Linked DNA regions of Sus scrofa: all the other regions are linked to region 2. The links are chromatin contacts, called in public Hi-C and HiChIP or PLAC-seq maps. All regions are on one chromosome and are shown on one strand. Each heading gives the region's core, a stretch centred on a gene start, on an enhancer-like site or on the middle of the called end of the contact. The rest is flanking DNA. Distances are from core to core; before and after follow the strand shown.

Region 1 (2,814 bases), core at 52-2,551, 160 kb before region 2:
AATTAACAAATTTGCATTTGGATAGCAATAAAAGCAATCATTACTATAAAAAAAGTCATGAGGAGGTACACTGTGTATCACCAAGTGAGTGACCTGGATCAGGGCTGCGCTTCTCCCGGAGTGGCCACACCTGTCTTCCTGGAAGACACAAGCCTTGCCTGGGCCTTGGTGGGTAGCCAGATAGAAGGGGACATTTGGGTGAGAAAAAGATTATGTACAAAGGCATGGATGTAAGCAGGGGCGAGGGGATAGCCCAGAGCAGACAAGAAAACTAGGATTGGAAGGGTTAGGTTGATGACCGAGTCATTGAAGGCCATGGATACAAGCTGAGTTTAAAGCTGACCCTTGTGAGCCCTGCAAGACCATAATGATTTGGTGGTGGTGTCCCTGACAGATGGGTGGGGGCAGAAGCCAGAGGCTTGAGACCAGCCGTGAAGTTCTTGTGATGGTGGAACCATGAGTGGAGGAACTGGAAGCGGGATGGGGTGAGGGGACCTTGCACAAAAATGGTGACAATGGAAGTAGAAAGATGGAGGTAAACTCTAGGCACTTATCAAAGGGAGGTATCTATCAGTGGGACTTTGGTGAACACCAAATATGAATATTTTTGTCTTTTTTTTTTTTTTGGTATTTTCTAGGGCCGCACTGACGGCAAATGAAGGTTCCCAGGCTAGGGGTCCAACCGGAGCTGGTGCTGGAGCTGCTGGTCTATCCAGAGCCACAGCAATGCAGGATCCCAGCCACGTCTGTGACCTACACCACAGCTCATGGCAACGCCAGATCCTTAACCCACTGAGAGAGGCCAGGGGTTGAACCTGCAACCTCATGGTTCCTGGTCCGATTCGTTAACCACAGAGCCATGACAGGAACTCCCCAAATATGAATATTGGTGTAATCAGGATGGAACGAGAGAGAGAGAGAAATCAGAGAAGACACGGGGGCTCTAAGTCTGAAAGGTGAGATGTGTGGCTGGTAGGCAATGCAGGCTTGTTCTGATGCTTCCATGAGATTTGCTGAAAACCGCATAGGGGCTTTGGCCAGCTCTGCTGCAAGAAGACCAAGTCAGGTTGCCCTAACAGTAGATGTACCTGTTCACCCACTAACTCATAGCCACCAGAGAGAAGTGTAGTTAACCCTCTTTCCTGGGTGAGGTGTCTAGGATTTAGATCACTTCCTCTCTGAACCACAAATCACTCTATCATATCCATTTTTGCGACTCAGCCATAGTAGCATGTTTTCATTTACTTTTGAATAGCCAACAGTGTGCCCAGTTGTCATCACCCCTGGGTGTAGCCGTGTCCATCATCAGCAAGGGTAATGTCCCTTCTTGACCTCCTGGCGTGAAAGTAATGCCAATGAGAGGCTGTCTCTGAAGCTCTGTTTCTCTTTAATTTAGGAAAGCAGTCCCTTTTGTTGGCTGGCATTATAATAATGAGCTTCATTTTTTCGTTGTGAGTGAAGGCCACTTGCTCTCTAAGTGGACTTGGCAGTCTCTTGTGGGTGGCAGCTGGCCCACTGACCTCATCATTTGGATTCCCTGTTCTTGTAACAGAACCAACACCACAAAAGTGAAATGCTGTATTTTCCACAGAGTCACGCTACATGTGATTGTTTGTTTACGATGACATAATGCTTTAAACGTTAGTTCATCTCTCCCCAAAATGGCCACAAATGTGATGGTTTGAAGGGTGAGCTCATGACTAGAAAAAGGCTGGAGACTCTCCATAAGAAAGAGTTAGATGAATAACCGCAGACTGTCCTTCTGGAGCTCACCTATCTCTTCAAAAGTATTTGCTGAGATTCAGGCCATTAGAAGCAGCAGGTTTAGTATCCTGACGGCTGCCCCTGGGTCTCAGCAGGTTGGTGTCTTTGAACTACTTTGGGAGAAGCTCCTGCATTTTGGAATTGTTACAAAATGAGGAGTCAACTGCACAAAGGTGACCCTTTCTTTTGAACCCAGTCTGCAGTGTACAAAGGCGTACGTGTAATCGCCATAAGAAAACCATGCCTCCTACTCATCCAGCTGACATGCAGGTCTCCAGGCAGGCTGTGAGTGTGGAAACGATCACCTACTCTGAGTTCATTGAACATTCACGTCTGTCATCCATGCATCACAGAATCCATCATCATGTGTAGGCTTGTAGGGTCAAACTTTGTTGTTGCCGGTAAATGCCAGTATAATCAGCCCCCTTGTCCCCAGTGATCATCCTGAGAACTTTCTCCTGGATTTTGTCAGGTCGGGCTATTTGGTACCTACATGAAGGTCAGTCTTCTGCTCGAAGAAACAACCCTTCCTATCCAAAGACTGAATTAACAGTAATAATAACATCTAGCAGTTTAGGCTTCGGAAACCACTTTTCATGTATATTATCTTACTCCAGGCTCACAAAGAACTCTATGAAGCAGGAAGTATCAGATTAACTCTAGAGATAAGAAAACTAAAGTTCAGAGGTTTTTCCCAGGTCATAAATCCAGCCAATAGGAGGGCAAGAATTCAACCAGGTCTGTCTGCATTCAAAGTCCATGTTCTTACTCCTCTGTATTCACATGAGAAGAGCCTGTTGTGTCTGGGGTATGGCCTCTCAGTGTCCCACCATAATAAACCAGGGTGCTGGCTTGAGCTGGCTGTTCACAGTAGGTGGTTTCCATTGGGATGAAACCATTGGAGGTGGTAGAGGGGTGCTAGTTCCTGACTCAGTTGCTCTCAGTTCCAGCTCCCCCATCTTTGTTAGCTGATGTAGCCTTAAGCAAGTTACCTAACCTCTTTGAGCCTCAGTTTCCACCTCGGGAAATGGGAATCACAGAAGCACATGC
Region 2 (2,924 bases), core at 308-2,807:
TGTGGCTGTGGCGTAGGCCAGCAGCTGTAGCTCCAGTTGGACCCCTAGCCTGGGAACTTCTATCTGCCATGGATTTGGGCCAAAAAAGCAAAAAAAAAAAAAAAAAAAAAGATTTCTGAGTGGTAACAGCGGTGATGTTATTTTTAATCTGTGTATTGACCATCTAGGACCATGCCAACATGGTTGCTGTTAGGTTAGTGTTTGTCATATGACGAGTATCTTTCAGGAACGTTCTAGAGACAGGAAAATTTGTGGTGTGTAGTAAATAAGGATGAGAGGAAGGACTGGAATGGAATCATTGCGAGCCAGAGATTCGAATGCCAGCAAAGATGATCTCATTGGATTCTAGTTCTGAAGCACATTTTTTTAGCCACACCTAACTTCTATTCATATAGTTGTTTTTCTTTATGTGAAAATTCTTGGGAGTCCCAGCTAAGGGACCCATCTCCTCCCAGTGCCAAGGATGCCACAATTTCCCTGGGGAAGGATAGCGATCTTAACACAGCGGTCATTCACCTCTGTGCATCCGTATAAATGAGCCAGGGGACTGACCTCCACCAGCCACCCAAGGAGTTCACATTGAGAGAACAAAGGGCAGTTGCTCTGCTGAGCCTTCCCCAGGACCCTCCTGCCATTCACTTTTCAGTACAGCTTATTCATCAAATGGGGCTGTTTATAAGTGTTTTATAAAAATCCTTTCAGTACCAGATTCCCTTTCTTCTGACCACTCGCACAAACATACCTGAAAATTTTTGCTTATTTTTTTTTTGCATTGTCAATATGTGTCTCCCCCTTCCCCCTTTTCAAGTTGCAAGTTAATGTTTTTATGTTTATTTTGCATTTTATTTTAAAGCTAACCCAACCTGGGCAGTAAATTTAGGTCAGAGCGGCCCTGGCCCCAGCCGATGGCAAATGACCTGGGATCAGGGCCCGGGAGGCCTCCTCTGGCTAGCTGCTGCAGAGTTCGCTCGCTAGGCTTCAGTTTCACCTCTGTAATTATGAGCGAGAAGCCTAGAGTTAATTACAATGCATGAATGGGAGATATTCCTGGACTTATTTGCATTCATTACTTGCTGGTAGTTCCTCTGTTGAGGTCTCCATCCTTGTTTTTACAGAGCTTTTGGCAGTGTTTCTGCAGTTGGTGTGTGAATTTTTATGATCTGTTGCATGTTATTCATGCAATTTCCTGCCCTGTAATGGTATCAGTTTTCCAGACGCAGAGGAATACAGACTAAAACCCAGGAGCCTGCATTAGCATAAAATGTCCCAGTTCTGTCAGTTTGATTAATTTGTCTCTTTGTCTCCACTCTATATGATAAGTGCTATTAATGGTTGCAACACTTCATATGTCAAAGTCTTTCTTCCTAATGACTTGAAAATGCGGTTTATTTCCCCCCTTTTTGTATTATTTTTCTCATTTAGCATTCCACTCAAGTATAGATTTATGCCATGCTCTTTCATTATCTTACTGGTTGCAGCACTGGAGTGATTACATATGGTGTAGAGTATGCGTAAAGATGTGATCCCAGGGGCAGCAGCTGCTGATGCAAGCTGAAAATAGATCCAGCGTACGCTCAGCACTTTTCCCAGAGGCCTTTTATTTATTAGTAGCAGTCTCGGTACAGGACAGCTTGGATCCTCATTTAGCAAGATGACTTTTTGCCTTTCCCAACACTGCAATGACTTTGCTCTATTTACTGACACTGCTGTGTAATTTTTTTTAAACTGCCTTGTATCTCTGCCATGACTTAACCTAACATAAATTGTAATATAATCTCGATATATAATGAACTCAAGAAACGACAGGCTCCATTTGAAGTAATGGAGCTTGACAGATCTAAGGTTTAAATTAAATAATCCTATTTGTAAGACAGCATTTGTACATGGTACACTGCTTTAAAATGAATTTCTATTCTTCTCTAGCGCTTCCTACACCGTTTTTAGTATTCTCCCTTTCAAAAGGACTTTTTTCCAGGAAGAAAGGCATTGCCAAGCCAATGGCTCTTTCATAAGGAAAGAATAAGATGAAATTTTTTTTTACCCATTTCAATCACTGAACTGGAACCAGCATCATTAATGATTCGAGATGGGTAGTTATTAATCCAAGCTGGCAAATTCAAATAGCTCAGACTTTTCTATCAGCACAGAACATCTGTGATAGAAATATAAGAGCGGAATTTAGGATTAAGCTAATAGCCAACCTTCTGCACATGTTTTAGGTTCAAATAGGTATTTTTCAATAAATTTGAAGAGTCCTAATAATGAATAGATGTATGTATTTTCTGAATAAATCCAGGAAGAATTCTTATTTTGTAATGTCATTCTTCTCATTGAGAGATGTACTTTAGACAAGATAAGGAGGAAATGCACGGTACATTTTAGCAGACAACATCAAGCTCGTTCTTCTCTGCTATGTAATAAAAATTTCCAAATTGCAAAAATAAAAAAGAACATTTTAAAAGTTTATAGACAGATGACAATTTGAGAGTATTACTTATTGGCAGGAGCTAGTCAGGAAGCCTTAGGAAAAATGAATTTCTAGCTAGAGAGAAGATCTCCTCCTGACGACAGTGAATGAGGGAGGCAATTTAGTAATTTGCTTTTTGCTGTTTTGTGTGTGATTTTACCTGCCCCGGAACCAAGCAGGCATCAGAGAAGAGGGTGGTAATTCCCTCCTTAAATATGTCAGTGCCCTGAAATAGTCCTGTGGGCTCTTCTGTTAAGTAACAGCGATTTTATTAATTCCACGATTAAATGAAAGTTACATGGGATAAACACATACTTCCTGTTGGCTTGGCTTAAAAATTAAAACAGTGATTCATGACAAAGAAATACAGCACAATTGTTTCTTTTTGGCGGGTCTGTGACCCATAAGGTTGTTGAAAGGGCAGTAATTCAAACCATTCCTGAAAGAGGCAAACCAA
Region 3 (2,851 bases), core at 109-2,608, 250 kb before region 2:
AGCATTTCAAAATATGCACCATGATTATTTTCATCAGGATACCTTTGGGCAGTTCTGCGTTTTAGGCCCTCGCATGCAGCTGTTTTTTAAACTTCCCCAGAATGTAGGTCAACATCACCACGGTTCCTCATATTTTGTTGGTATTTTGAAAGTTGAAACATTCTGCCATTTTTTTTCCCAGACCGAGATCTGCTCAGGTTACATGTGTGGTTATGGTGATCATGCAAGTGAGCTCATGAATTCCTTCCGTCAGTAGTCACCTCTGAATTATGACAGTAAGCACGCAGATCACACCTTAACCTGGAGTGAACACAGCACTCACGACGGTGCTGACGAACCGTCTAAAATTGAAACTGCTCCACTGTTTTCTAGGCAGCTTCAGTGATCCGACTGCAAGGTTACAACACAGTTTTCATTTATTTCGCTTCAAAAGAGAACTGATACATTTTTGTGGTGGTGATTTGTGCACATTTGGACAGCGTGATATCAACACTATTGTCATATGATGAAGAATGGTCATTATTTTAAATCTACCATCGTCCTCCAGTGTCCCCTCTCCATCGGGATTTCTCAGCTTCAGCACTGTTGACATTTTAGAGCAGACAGTTCTTATTGTGGAAGCTGTTTTGTGCCTGGTAGGATGTTTAGCAAGATCCTATCCCCTACCTGCTAGATGCTATTCTCCCCCAGTTGTAACAATCAAGAATGTCTACATTCATGGCAGGTGTCTCCTGGTGGGGGGCAGCGAGCAGAGGTGAGATCACCCCCCACTCTGTTCTTATTTTGGTTTGGAAGTTCACCCTCTACGTCCTGAACACTTTCCCTCCTGCCATTTATTCTAAAAATGGAAACCCCGAGTTAGATCAAGTTTTCCAAGGCTCAAGCAAGGCTACTTTCGGAGAAAAAAAAAAAAAGTTCCCACCAGATGACCTGGAGTTGGGTTACACAGGACAGCCTCTCTCTTGGGCTTCCGGCCTTAGCAGGTGGAACTCTTCAAGGCTGCGCTTTCCCAGGGCTGTTCCAGAAGAAATGGCCCCCACTGACTGCGTCTGGGGGTGCTGACATAAGAAGAAAGGGAACTTGTCTTTAGAGACCTGAGCAGAGTCCTGGGCCCCCAGTTCAGTGGCTCCCTCCAGGCTCACCGCCTTCCTCTGCAGCCCCAGAAAGAGGGTAAGAGGCACGACCACAGTTCTTTCTTTGGATCGAAGCAGACATCCTCCCATCCCAGTGGCTGTGGTCTCCGAAGCTGGAACTCTCGTTAAGCCAGGAATGTGGAGCTCTCCACAGGCTAAGGCAGGCATAAATTTCCTCTGTTTGTTTTGTGAGGACTAGTGTCGACTGCTGTAATGAGATCAGAGGATCCCCTGGGACGAGGCCTCCAGGTCAGCGGCTGGAAGGGTTTTCTGGGGCTGTTCTCTTGGCTGCTGTTGGAGAGGGCGGCCCCTCTCCACACCACAGTTGTCGTGTGGGGAGGTGGCTGTGTTCTGGTTTCATGCCTTGTCTCTCTGCCTCTCCCTTGCTACCAAAACGTCATCGGGAGGTCGTCCAGTTCCAAATCACTGCCAGGGTAACATAAGGCACCTTCCTGAACCCGGGATAGACTTAGCTAGAAAGGGCAGGCAGGTGACTCCTTCCTTGGGGTAAGTGTCTGCACTGCCCGTGCTGGCTGGGGATGCTTTCTTAATGCCTGGCCTGACCCTTCAGTGCACCCTCACCCAGCATCACTCCACTACGAGGAAGAGTTGAGGCATGAGTCACAATAAGACAGCCTGTGCTACAAAGAACATGTTTCTGGCTCCAGCCTGAGTTACAGCCAAATGGCCATAGAGGGGACCACTGAATATGGCAGAATTGAGTTTAGCACACCTCAAACTGGAACTTCTGGCAGAATGGTATACTGAGCTGGTGCCACCTGGGCCCTTGGTAACCCCCAGCCCCACTCCACCCCCCTCCAACCCCCCTCCCCAAATTCTTAGGTGTGTTGGCCAGAATAGCAAATCATAAGTGCATTGTGAGCTCAGAGGCAGGAAAGAAAAATTCCCAGGTGCCAGAAAACTTTGATGCCACAAACTCAGCCGTGGGCTTTGGGGGCTGTGGTGTTTATGCTCTCACAGGAACTGTAGGCCAAACACAGCAAGGTGAATCCCCAGGGTCTGTGTGCAGCTGTGAGTGTGAGTGTTTGGGGCACAGGGCCGGGTGTTCTGTTGTTTGAATAGCTGTGGGGTCCCTAGTTACACTACCTGTGAGATGTGGAAACTTCAGTTATTTTGACGTAGATGCTAAACTGATGCAAGAGCGTGGAAAGCCCCCAGGCCCTAGTAGAAGCAAACATTAGGGCACAGGGCCCCCTCATAAAGAGCAAGCCACACGGTGGAGAAGCTAGTGTTGGAAAACGCAGAATTCAAGCCTCAGGAAAACAGAGGTCAACATGAATCCCAGAGATTGCTTTTGGCAGGGGCCCATCATGCCAAATGAAAGCTGTCTTCTGAGGCCTTTTTTTTTTTTTTTTTTTTTTTTTTGCTTTTCAAGGCCACGCCTGCAGCATATGGAGGTTCCTGGGCTAGGGGTTGAATAGGAGTTGTAGCTACTGGCCTGCACCACAGCCACAGCAACACAGGTTCCGAGCCACATCGGTAGCCTACGCTGCAACTTGTGGCAATGCTGGATTCTTGACCTACTGATCAAACCTGCATCCTTATGGATACTAATTGGATTCCTTACCACCGAGCCACAGCAGGAACTCCTCTCTTCTGAGGATTAATGGATGTTTCTTCCCAGAGGAACAAGGCATCCCTCCCAGTCTGGCCCACTAAGCAGCTAGGTTTCGATTGTAACCATGTGTCCCCAGTAA

Evidence for each region. Hi-C and Micro-C count contacts between places; a contact is called where the count stands out from the background. HiChIP or PLAC-seq counts read pairs in DNA pulled down with a chosen protein or histone mark.
Region 1: a contact with region 2 is called in an H3K27ac HiChIP or PLAC-seq map of skeletal muscle. The contact joins two enhancer-like sites. A contact is called at or near these places in 1 of 47 Hi-C or Micro-C datasets (embryonic fibroblasts) and 1 of 2 datasets of contacts at active chromatin or transcription factors (skeletal muscle).
Region 3: a contact with region 2 is called in a Hi-C map of skeletal muscle, with 6 times the contacts expected there. The contact joins two enhancer-like sites. A contact is called at or near these places in 8 of 47 Hi-C or Micro-C datasets (embryonic fibroblasts, heart right ventricle, psoas muscle and 2 more) and 1 of 2 datasets of contacts at active chromatin or transcription factors (skeletal muscle).

Annotation. Positions count from the first base shown.
Region 1 is chr1:58,112,343-58,115,156 of Sscrofa11.1, reverse strand. The region is part of intron 2 of BACH2 (transcription regulator protein BACH2); the gene reads left to right. Among named protein-coding and RNA genes, the nearest start is that of BACH2, 170 kb to the left of the region's middle. Within about 2 kb of position 1,301, at least 11 of the 83 cell types and tissues checked have an H3K27ac peak or open chromatin away from gene starts, as enhancers often do. A contact at or near this core is called in skeletal muscle, where this site is marked.
Region 2 is chr1:57,952,089-57,955,012 of Sscrofa11.1, reverse strand. All of the region lies in intron 3 of BACH2 (transcription regulator protein BACH2), which reads left to right. Among named protein-coding and RNA genes, the nearest start is that of GJA10, 74 kb to the right of the region's middle. Within about 2 kb of position 1,557, at least 15 of the 83 cell types and tissues checked have an H3K27ac peak or open chromatin away from gene starts, as enhancers often do. A contact at or near this core is called in skeletal muscle and subcutaneous adipose tissue, where this site is marked.
Region 3 is chr1:58,199,803-58,202,653 of Sscrofa11.1, reverse strand. The region is part of intron 1 of BACH2 (transcription regulator protein BACH2); the gene reads left to right. Among named protein-coding and RNA genes, the nearest start is that of BACH2, 80 kb to the left of the region's middle. Within about 2 kb of position 1,358, at least 39 of the 83 cell types and tissues checked have an H3K27ac peak or open chromatin away from gene starts, as enhancers often do. A contact at or near this core is called in skeletal muscle and subcutaneous adipose tissue, where this site is marked.